2 separate regions of the Mus musculus genome follow, and region 2 is linked to region 1. A link is a contact called in public Hi-C data. All regions are on one chromosome and are shown on one strand. The core of a region is the stretch at or near the end of the contact, and the rest is flanking DNA. Distances in the headings are between cores, read along the strand shown. Region 1 holds the start of Hmox2 (heme oxygenase 2). Region 2 overlaps Tfap4 (transcription factor AP4).

Region 1 (4,142 bases), core at 893-3,392:
GTCTGGTTCTTGAGGTGTCTGTGGGGTGTTCCAGATGTCTGGTTCTGGCAGAAGAACAGCCATTTGGATGACAGTCCTTTCCTTAAAGACAGGTAGGCAGCAAGAAAGAGTCTAAGGCAGCCATCAAATGAAGAGTCACACTGGACCGTCCTGAACATCTTTGCTTACTTTTAGAACCACAAACATTAGAAGGAGTGCTTGCCTTTAGCTAAGTGTTAGTGTTAAAATCACTAACAGTGGTTTTAACAGCCATTGACTTTACCAGAGTCCAACACCTGTATAGTGCCTCAATAAGAGATGGGTCTCTTTAATCTATCTTGCTTCCAACTGGCACCCATCAAGTGCCCTAATGATCACACCTACCCCCAGGAGAACACCTGACTGCCTCTACTTTGTTAAAAAGCCCTACTGAGCTGGCAGTGGTGGCGCATGCCTTTAATCCCAGCACTTGGCAGAGGCAGGCAGACTTCTGAGTTTGAGGCCAGCCTGGTCTGCAGAGTTTCAGGACAGCCAGAGCTACATATTGAGATCCTGTCTAGAAAAACAAAACAAAAGGAAGCCATAGGGACTGAAGGACCTTAAATCGTTATGATATTAGGACACCCATTGGTGCCAGGACAGATCTAGCAATGAATAAATTAGGTAAGAAAAGAGGTGGTACTCTGGTTTTTGGAAATGTTCACCATGAAAAGCTCTGATAATATAGCACAGTGGAGAGTTCTTGTCTAGCATGCTGGAGATCCTGGATTCAATCCCTAGTAGTGTGTCCTCTTTCAACAACAACAACAACAACAACAACAACAACACAGAAAAGAAGGCTCTGAGGAGAGCTTACATAAACTACTTTCTTGTAACTCTGTCCCAATAAAATCCAACACCCTGGTCCTGCTCATGCAGAAACTGCCTTCATACTTTGGTCATCAATTAGATTATCTAGGCTGCTTCCAGAACTTGTTGTTTTTTTTGTGAATAGTGTTGAGTAGGAAAAGATTCTGCAAATTTGGTTAAAGCTTCTAGTGTGGAAATCTTCCTAGCTTGTGGGTGCATCGTGCACCTGAATAATAGAGAGGTAGAAAGAGAACATTTGTTGGGTTGGGGAGACATAACTCTGCAAAAGTAAGGAACTTTTCTATGTCCTCCTTGCTTAATGACACGGAGACCTTTATATTTATTATAAAGGTGAGGCGCAGAGCCAGGCAGACTCTAAGCTATTCTAACCAAGTATGCTGGCCTACTTCCCAGCCATGTGGACCTTTCCTGCCTTCTCAGGCTTGCTCTGGCTCCTCCTCCTTCATTCCTGTTCGGATTCCTGTCTCCCTTCTCTCCCACCTGAGATGCTCTCTCTGTCTCTGGCCTCAGAAGTCCTGCCATATCCTCTCCTGCCCAGCCATAGGCTATTAAGCTCTTTATTTAACCAATCAGGAGGTGATAGAGAATAATATTTTATAAAATACTGAGTCATACTAAAGTCGAGACTGGAGCTGGACCTCTGGGTACAGGAATCAGACAGAATACAGAGTGCACAGAAATGTCCCTCAGCATAACTCAGTAAGAGAGCTTACTCAAAATCTAGAATTCCATCTCCAGCACAAAACCAAACCAAAACTTTAATAGTTAAAAAAGTAATTAAGTGCTGGGCAGTGAGTGGTGGTGCATGCATTTAATAACCCCAGCACTTGGGAGGCAGAGGCAGGCGAATTTCTAAGTTCGAGGCCAGCCTGGTCTACAGAGTGAGTTCCAGGACAGCCAGGGCTATACAGAGAAACCCTGTCTCGAAACACCCCGCCCCCCCAAAAAGAATCTATTAATTCTTCCCCAACAAGTTACATTCCCAACCCTTTTGTGTTTTTGTTTGAGCACTGACAAATGCTCACACTGTAGCCCAGGTTGCTCTTGAATTCTCCAGGTTGCTCTTGAATTCTCCAGCCTCAACCCCACCCCTGTCCCCCACCGAGTGCTGGGATTCCAGGCTTGAGCCCCCACTCTCGATCAACAAGCAGTTGGCTTTGGCTGACACGCTTCCTTCCTCTCCGGTTAACATTACTACTCCCCACTCCCGAAGCTTTCTCAGAAGGCAGTGTCGGCTCGCCCAAGAGCCTCCCGCTAGCTGCCGTGCGCCTGGGGGCGTGGCCTGGTGACTCCGCCCCTCGCTGCGTGCGCACGTCCTACCGTCCTGGCGCTCGCCCTCTCGGCTGCGAAGGTACAGAGAGAGTCGCAGACGCGGAGACTGACTGACCTGCGGAGCCACTGACGGTGAGTGGTCCGCTCTGTGCCCCGTCCTCCCCTCCCGGGTCCTTGCATGGCGGCGGCCTTCTTCGAAGCTCTGCTCCGCTGTCCCCCCGCGACTCGTCCTCAGCCTGAGGGGACGTCGGGCGGGGGGTGGCCGGAAGCGGGCTGAGGCGGGCGAGCGAGCGAGCGGGAGACTGGGGGTCGGAGAGGGGCCACCGAGCGGGCCTTGAGCGTCAAATGAGCCCGAAACCGCGGACGTCGCGCTCTAGACGGCTTTGAGCTCCATCCCCAAGAGTCCTCTGGTGTTCCCGTGGGGCATAGCCCCTCCCAGCGTCACGAATGCTCTTGAGGTGACTCCGGGGTCGAAGTTAGTGCAGCAGCGCAGCACATGAGCCTACCTGAGGTCCCGGAGGAGCCCGGGGCGTGGCGGCCTTGTTGGCCAGCCTTCAGTGGCTCCCCTCGGTGGCAAGATCCCTTAGAATCCCTGTGGGGACTTGATGAGTGACCTGTGGTTCTGAGTGCAAGACTGGGAGGACTCAGTCGTAGATGTAGCCGGTTGGTCTGGCCCAGGAGGTCACCTGTCACCACCAAAGCACAGAGCTCCAGGTGACTTAATTGCTCTGTAAGAACTGCCTGGACCGCCTTGCACACTGCTTGCACAAGGACTGTCTTGTGTCATGCCGTTTAAATTGGTTCTGAAGGACCAGTTGTGGCCTGTGTTCAATTGTGGGCACCGCAAACTCAACTAGAGAAGGGAGTGTTCCCGAAAGACAGAAATATCATATACTGTCCAGTTGAGGGAGAGCGCTTGCTCTCCAGTCCTTTCTAAATCCTTGAGTGTTTTACTACCTATAAAGTGAGAATATTAAGAGACTCGTGAAGTAAATCCACGAACATTCCACAGGCGAGATAACAGCACTGAAGATCTTAGTTATGCATAGACATCCTGTGATTTTTTCAGAAGTGGATTAGAGATTAGAAATGGTTTTGTTTAAGTGGTCATACTGGCCTTAAACAGTCTAGTCATGTAGAAGGTTTTGTGCGTTCCTATTTCTGGTATAGTGCTTCAGTTTATAATAGTTATTATAAATGTCATTTAATACATAATTATTAAGAAAGTTTTTTTTGGCGGTGCAGTTTGAACAAGATGAGCATGTATTTTACTACTGAGCCCACAACCCTACCCAGTGTTTTGTGTTTTGAGAAGGAAATCTTGCCATGTAGTGTGCACTAACTGAATTTGAGATCCTCAGGCTCCTAACTGTTAGGATTATGATGAGCTTGCACTATAGTGCCCAGCCTAAATCTTTTTTTCCCCCCTTTGAGTCAGGCTCTCTCAAAATTATTTAGTCCTGTCTTTAAACTTTCTCTATAGACAGGCCTCAACTCACAGAGATCCCACTGCCTCTGCCTCCTCTGTGCTGGGATTAAGGTGGGTACATCATGCTGTTTTGTCAATGTTTTTAGTTTCTTTGAAGAGTAAAAAGTATTCAGTTTTTTCTTTTTTTCCCAGAAACATCACAAGACATAATCTGTTTGCTAGGAGTTCCCAGTTCAGTAGGATATTTATAAATTCACTTGATAAAAATTGGTAAACATTTGCTGATAAAGTCCCTCAGCCAAAACACTGATTAGGGTGTGAGGATCTGTGAGCCTTGGAAAGTTGCATGCTTACTGAATGGCCTGATCTCACTGGGGACCTGAAGAGGAAATCCTGCAAGGCCCCTGGTTTGACTTGAGTTCCTTTCTTTCTTTGCTTGTGGCAGTCAGTTGAGACGTTGAGTCACTAGATATAGGAATATGAGTGCTCTACAATTGCTAAAGCCACTGAGCTACAGAGGTCAAATGTTAATTGTCTTTAACTTAGTCAGATGTGTTGAAACTTGGCAGACTTGGATAGTTGGGCCTACCTT
Region 2 (4,142 bases), core at 760-3,259, 180 kb before region 1:
GATCTTAAATGCCCACCCCCAAGTCCATGTAACAAAGGCTTGGTCTCCAGTATGGCAGTATTAGAAGACAGAAACCTGTGCTGAGGCTAGTGGTACATAGCTCTCATCATGGCTGTCAGAAGGTTGGACAGGAGGAAGACAAGCTCAAGGCCCACATGGGATACATGGCAAGGCCCTCGTGGGTATGTGTGCTGCTTGTATGTCTCTGTGTACCCTTTGTTTAAAAAGTAGATTTATTTATATATTTATTTATTTATTTATTTAATGAATGTGAGCACACTCTGTCTTCAGGCACACCAAAAAAGGGCATCGGATTCCTATTACAGATGGTCGTGAGCCATCATGTGGTTGCTGAAAATTGAACTCAGGACCCCTGGAAGAGTAGTCAGTGCTCTTAACCGCTGAGTCATCTTTCCAGCCCACAAGGCCCTCTCTTAAGACAAAAAAAATACAAAAAAAAAAAAGACACATTTATAAAAAGCCGGTCATGGTGGCACATGCCTTTAATCCCAGCACTTGGGAGGCAGAGGCAGCTGGATTTCTGAGTTCGAGGCCAGCCTGGTCTACAAAGTGAGTTCCAGGGCAGCCAGGGCTACACAGAGAAACCCTGTCTCGAAAATACAAAAAACAACAACAACAAAAAAAAAACCCTGACTCAAAAAAGAAAACCAATAATAATGATTATTATTGTAATTATAATAATGGGGCCAGGTAGAAGTCCTTTAGGTCAGTGGGCTGGCACATTTTCCAAGAGATCAGTAAGAACCCAGCTTTTGTCTTTTTCTCTCTTTAGTTTCTAAGTCATGAAGTGAGTAATTTTGTTCCTGCCATGATCTATCACTTCACCAATCATGCACAATCTGAAGTCTTTGAAATTTGAGCCAAATTCCCCTTCTCTCTTTATAACCTGGCTGCTTCAGGTGCTTGTTACACTTATAAAACGCTGACAAGTAGAAAGAACCAAGCGAGTCACAACCCCACCAACCCCTCCAACACTAGGAATGAAGGGAAGGGCAGTGAGCGGCTTCCATACCACCCCCACCCCCCAATCCTCTGGCCCTTTTGCTTGTGGCTCAAGAAGCACATTAAGACCTGATAAATGACTGTTCAAGAGTAGAGACTCTGGCTGGGCATGATGGTGGCACACACCGTTAACCCCAGCACTCTGGAGGCAGCTGACAGAGCTCTGTGAGTTCAAGGGTAGTAGACTGGTCTAAATAGTGAGATCTGACTCAAAAACAAAAAACAAACAAACAACAATAACAAAAACAAAAAAAACAAAACAAAACAAAAAACAGAAAATAGTGCAGAGTATGAGCCTGGGATGTACTCAGTGTTAGAATGTGTGAGCCTGGGATGTACTCAGTGTTAGAATGTGTGAGCCTGGGATGTACTCAGTGGCAGAATGTGTGAGCCTGGGATGTACTCAGTGGCAGAATGCTTGCCAGACATGCCCTGGGCTCAGTCAGCACCACCAAAAAGAAAAACAAAAAAGAAGAAGAGAAGAAAGAAGAAGAGGAAGTTGAAAAAAAAAAAAAGAAGAGGAAGATGAATAGGAGGAGGAGGAGGGGAGCATAGATCCTGGATTAAGGCAGAGAGGGTTCAAATTCCTGCTCCAGAGAATTACTTCACCTTTCTCTACCTTATTTTCCACAGCAATAAAACAGTAAGCAGCTCAGGCTTCAAAGGACTGCCGTGAGGATTGTGGCCTATGTCCCAATGCTCTCAGACAGCTAAAACGCAGCATGCCTGCACAGCTATTTGTACCTACATAGTCTGAGACCCACCTACAGATTCTGAGAACCCCGCGACGGCCCTCGAGGGCCCCCCCTGCCTCCTGGAGTCCCCGCTCACCTGGGTCCGTAGGTGCTGCTGTTCCCGCTCTAGCTTCTCCTGGTGCAGCAGCCGCACCTGCTCCTGCTGCTGCTGCAGCTGCACCTGCTGGGCAATCACCTTGAGTTTTTCCGGGTACATGTGGGCCTCGAGGGAGCGCACCTGCAGGTGGGATAGCACAGCGCTGAGAGGTGGGGCAAGGCCACACCTGCTCCACCAGTGGCGCTAACACCACAGGGCAATCCTAAACCGAAAACCCTGACAGAGAGCGCCCCCTCCAGGGCAGACGGAAGGCTCTCCCCTTCTCACCTCTAAACTTTTGTCTCTACTGTTTCCAATACAAAAAAACAAAAAACCCTTTCCCTTCTGACTGACTAGCTGGTTTCCTTATAGAAGCCATGAAGAACAACCTGGGGAACCAGGTCAAACCCTTCCTGGTGCCACAGCTCCTATGGAGTCTTATTTCAGCTGTATTTGTATTTGTGTGTGTGTGTGTGTGTGTGTGTGTGTGTATGTGTGTGTTGTGTCTGTATACCTGGAGTTGAGCCCAGAACTTACATGCTAAGCTCTCTGTAACTGAACTAAACAACCCAGCCCTAGGTTGTATTTTATGTTTTTAATAAAGAACTGTTGGCCAAGTGTGCTAGCACATGCCTCTCATCCCAGCACTCAGGAGGCAGAGGCAGGCAGATCTCTTGACTCTGAGGCCAGCCTGGTCTATAAAGCAAGTTCTATGACAGCCAAGGCTACATAGAGAAATCCACTCTTGAGAGAAAGAAAGAAAGAAAGGAAGGAAGGAAGGAAGGAAGGAAGAAGAAAGAGAGAGAGAGGAAGAAAAAGAAAGAGAGAAAAAGAGAGAGAGAAAGAAAGAAAGAGGGGCTGGTGAGATGGCTCAGTGGGTAAGAGCACCCGACTGCTCTTCCGAAGGTACGGAGTTCAAATCCCAGCAACCACATGGTGGCTCACAACCATCTGTAACAAGATCTGATGCCCTCTTCTGGAGTGTCTGAAGACAGCTACAGTGTACTTACATATAATAAATAAATCTTTAAAAAAAAAAAAAAAAAAAAAAAAAAAGAAAGAAAGAAGAAAGAGAGAGAGAGAGAGGAAGAAAAAGAGAGAAAGAGAAAGAGAGAGAGAGAAAGAGAGAAAGAAAGAAAGCAAGCAAGCAAGCAAGCAAGCGCCAGGGGTGGTGGCGCACGCCTTTAATCCCAGCACTTGGGAGGCAGAAGGCAGGCGGATTTCTGAGTTCGAGGCCAGCCAAGTCTACAGAGTGAGTTCCAGGACAGCCAGGGCTACACAGAGAAACCCTGTCTTGAAAAACCAAAAAAAAAAAAAAAAAGAGAGAGAGAGAGAAAGAAGGAAAGAAAGGAAGAAAGAAAGAAAAAGAGAAAGGAAGGAAGGAAGGGAGAGAGAGAGAGAAAGAAAGAAAGAAAGAAAGAAAGAAAGAAAGAAAGAAAGAAAGAAAGAAAGAAAGAGCGAGCAAATGAACTGTTGACTAATCCCTCTTAGTCCTACACAAACTGGAGAGCAGAGCACCTACTCTTAGGCCTAGTATAGAGCAGGTACTGTGTGTGTGTATCTGTCTGTCTGTCTGTCTGTCTGTGTCTGCATCTGCGTGTCTGTACATTTGAGGGTTCTCCCTGTATGAATCCACACCATTGGGTGACTGTAGAAGTCAGAAGCGGAAGATGGCGTCAGAGTCCCTGAAACTGGGGCTGTGTGTGGCTGTCTGCAACCATGTGGGTGCTGGAAAGTCAACTGCATTCAGATCCTCTGCAAGAGCAACACGTGTTCTTAACCCTAGGCCATCTCATGGAACAGACACTCTTGTAAATACTTGCTAAAGGGAGGAACAGACCACAGAATCCATCCTCTGACTCTGGGCATCACACTGGCCAGCAGAGGGCACTGCTTCACCTGCTCTTCCAGCATCATCCGCACGGAGCGCTCCTTGTCCAGCTGTTGTCGCAGCTCGATCATCTCTCTCCTAAGGTCCTCAGCCTTCTCATCCTCCCAGATGTCGGGTGAGCCAATGCCCTCATCCTTGTCTTCCGCCCGCCGCCGCTTCGGGGATGAGCCACTCAGCTCCTGCGGAACCCAAGAGGTTGGTGAGTGAGCTGACACACCCATAACTCATGCAGAGGCCACAGGGCTCTATGGAAAGCCCTCCAAAACCACCCAACACAGGTGGATTCACATTTGAGAACCCATTCTGTAAATCCACCAAGTAACCAAACGCCCTGCAGGCGTGGAAGAATGGCCTTACGTTCTAGAACAGAGCCCACTCCACGATACTTCAGAGATGA

The links. A called contact is a pair of places that touch in the nucleus more often than the background predicts.
Region 2: a Hi-C map of the G1E-ER4 cell line shows a contact between it and region 1, with 2.9 times the contacts expected there. The contact joins the enhancer-like site here to the promoter of Hmox2 in region 1. A contact is called at or near these places in 8 of 39 promoter capture datasets (the 3T3-L1 cell line, 3T3-L1-derived adipocytes, cranial neural crest and 5 more), 2 of 484 Hi-C or Micro-C datasets (CD4 T cells and the G1E-ER4 cell line), 5 of 115 datasets of contacts at active chromatin or transcription factors (the SCID.adh cell line, embryonic stem cells, epiblast stem cells and 1 more) and 3 of 9 other capture datasets (adipose tissue, liver and pancreatic islet).

What each region holds. Positions count from the first base shown.
Region 1 is chr16:4,724,219-4,728,360 of GRCm38.p6, forward strand. Hmox2 (heme oxygenase 2) reads left to right here and starts at 2,143. Exons shown (of 6, transcript NM_001136066.2): 1 at 2,143-2,253.
Region 2 is chr16:4,547,477-4,551,618 of GRCm38.p6, forward strand. It overlaps Tfap4 (transcription factor AP4), which reads right to left. Exons shown (of 7, transcript NM_031182.2): 4 at 3,754-3,924; 5 at 1,855-1,995. Among named protein-coding and RNA genes, the nearest start is that of Tfap4, 10 kb to the right of the region's middle. Within about 2 kb of position 2,010, at least 10 of the 459 cell types and tissues checked have an H3K27ac peak or open chromatin away from gene starts, as enhancers often do. A contact at or near this core is called in the G1E-ER4 cell line, where this site is marked.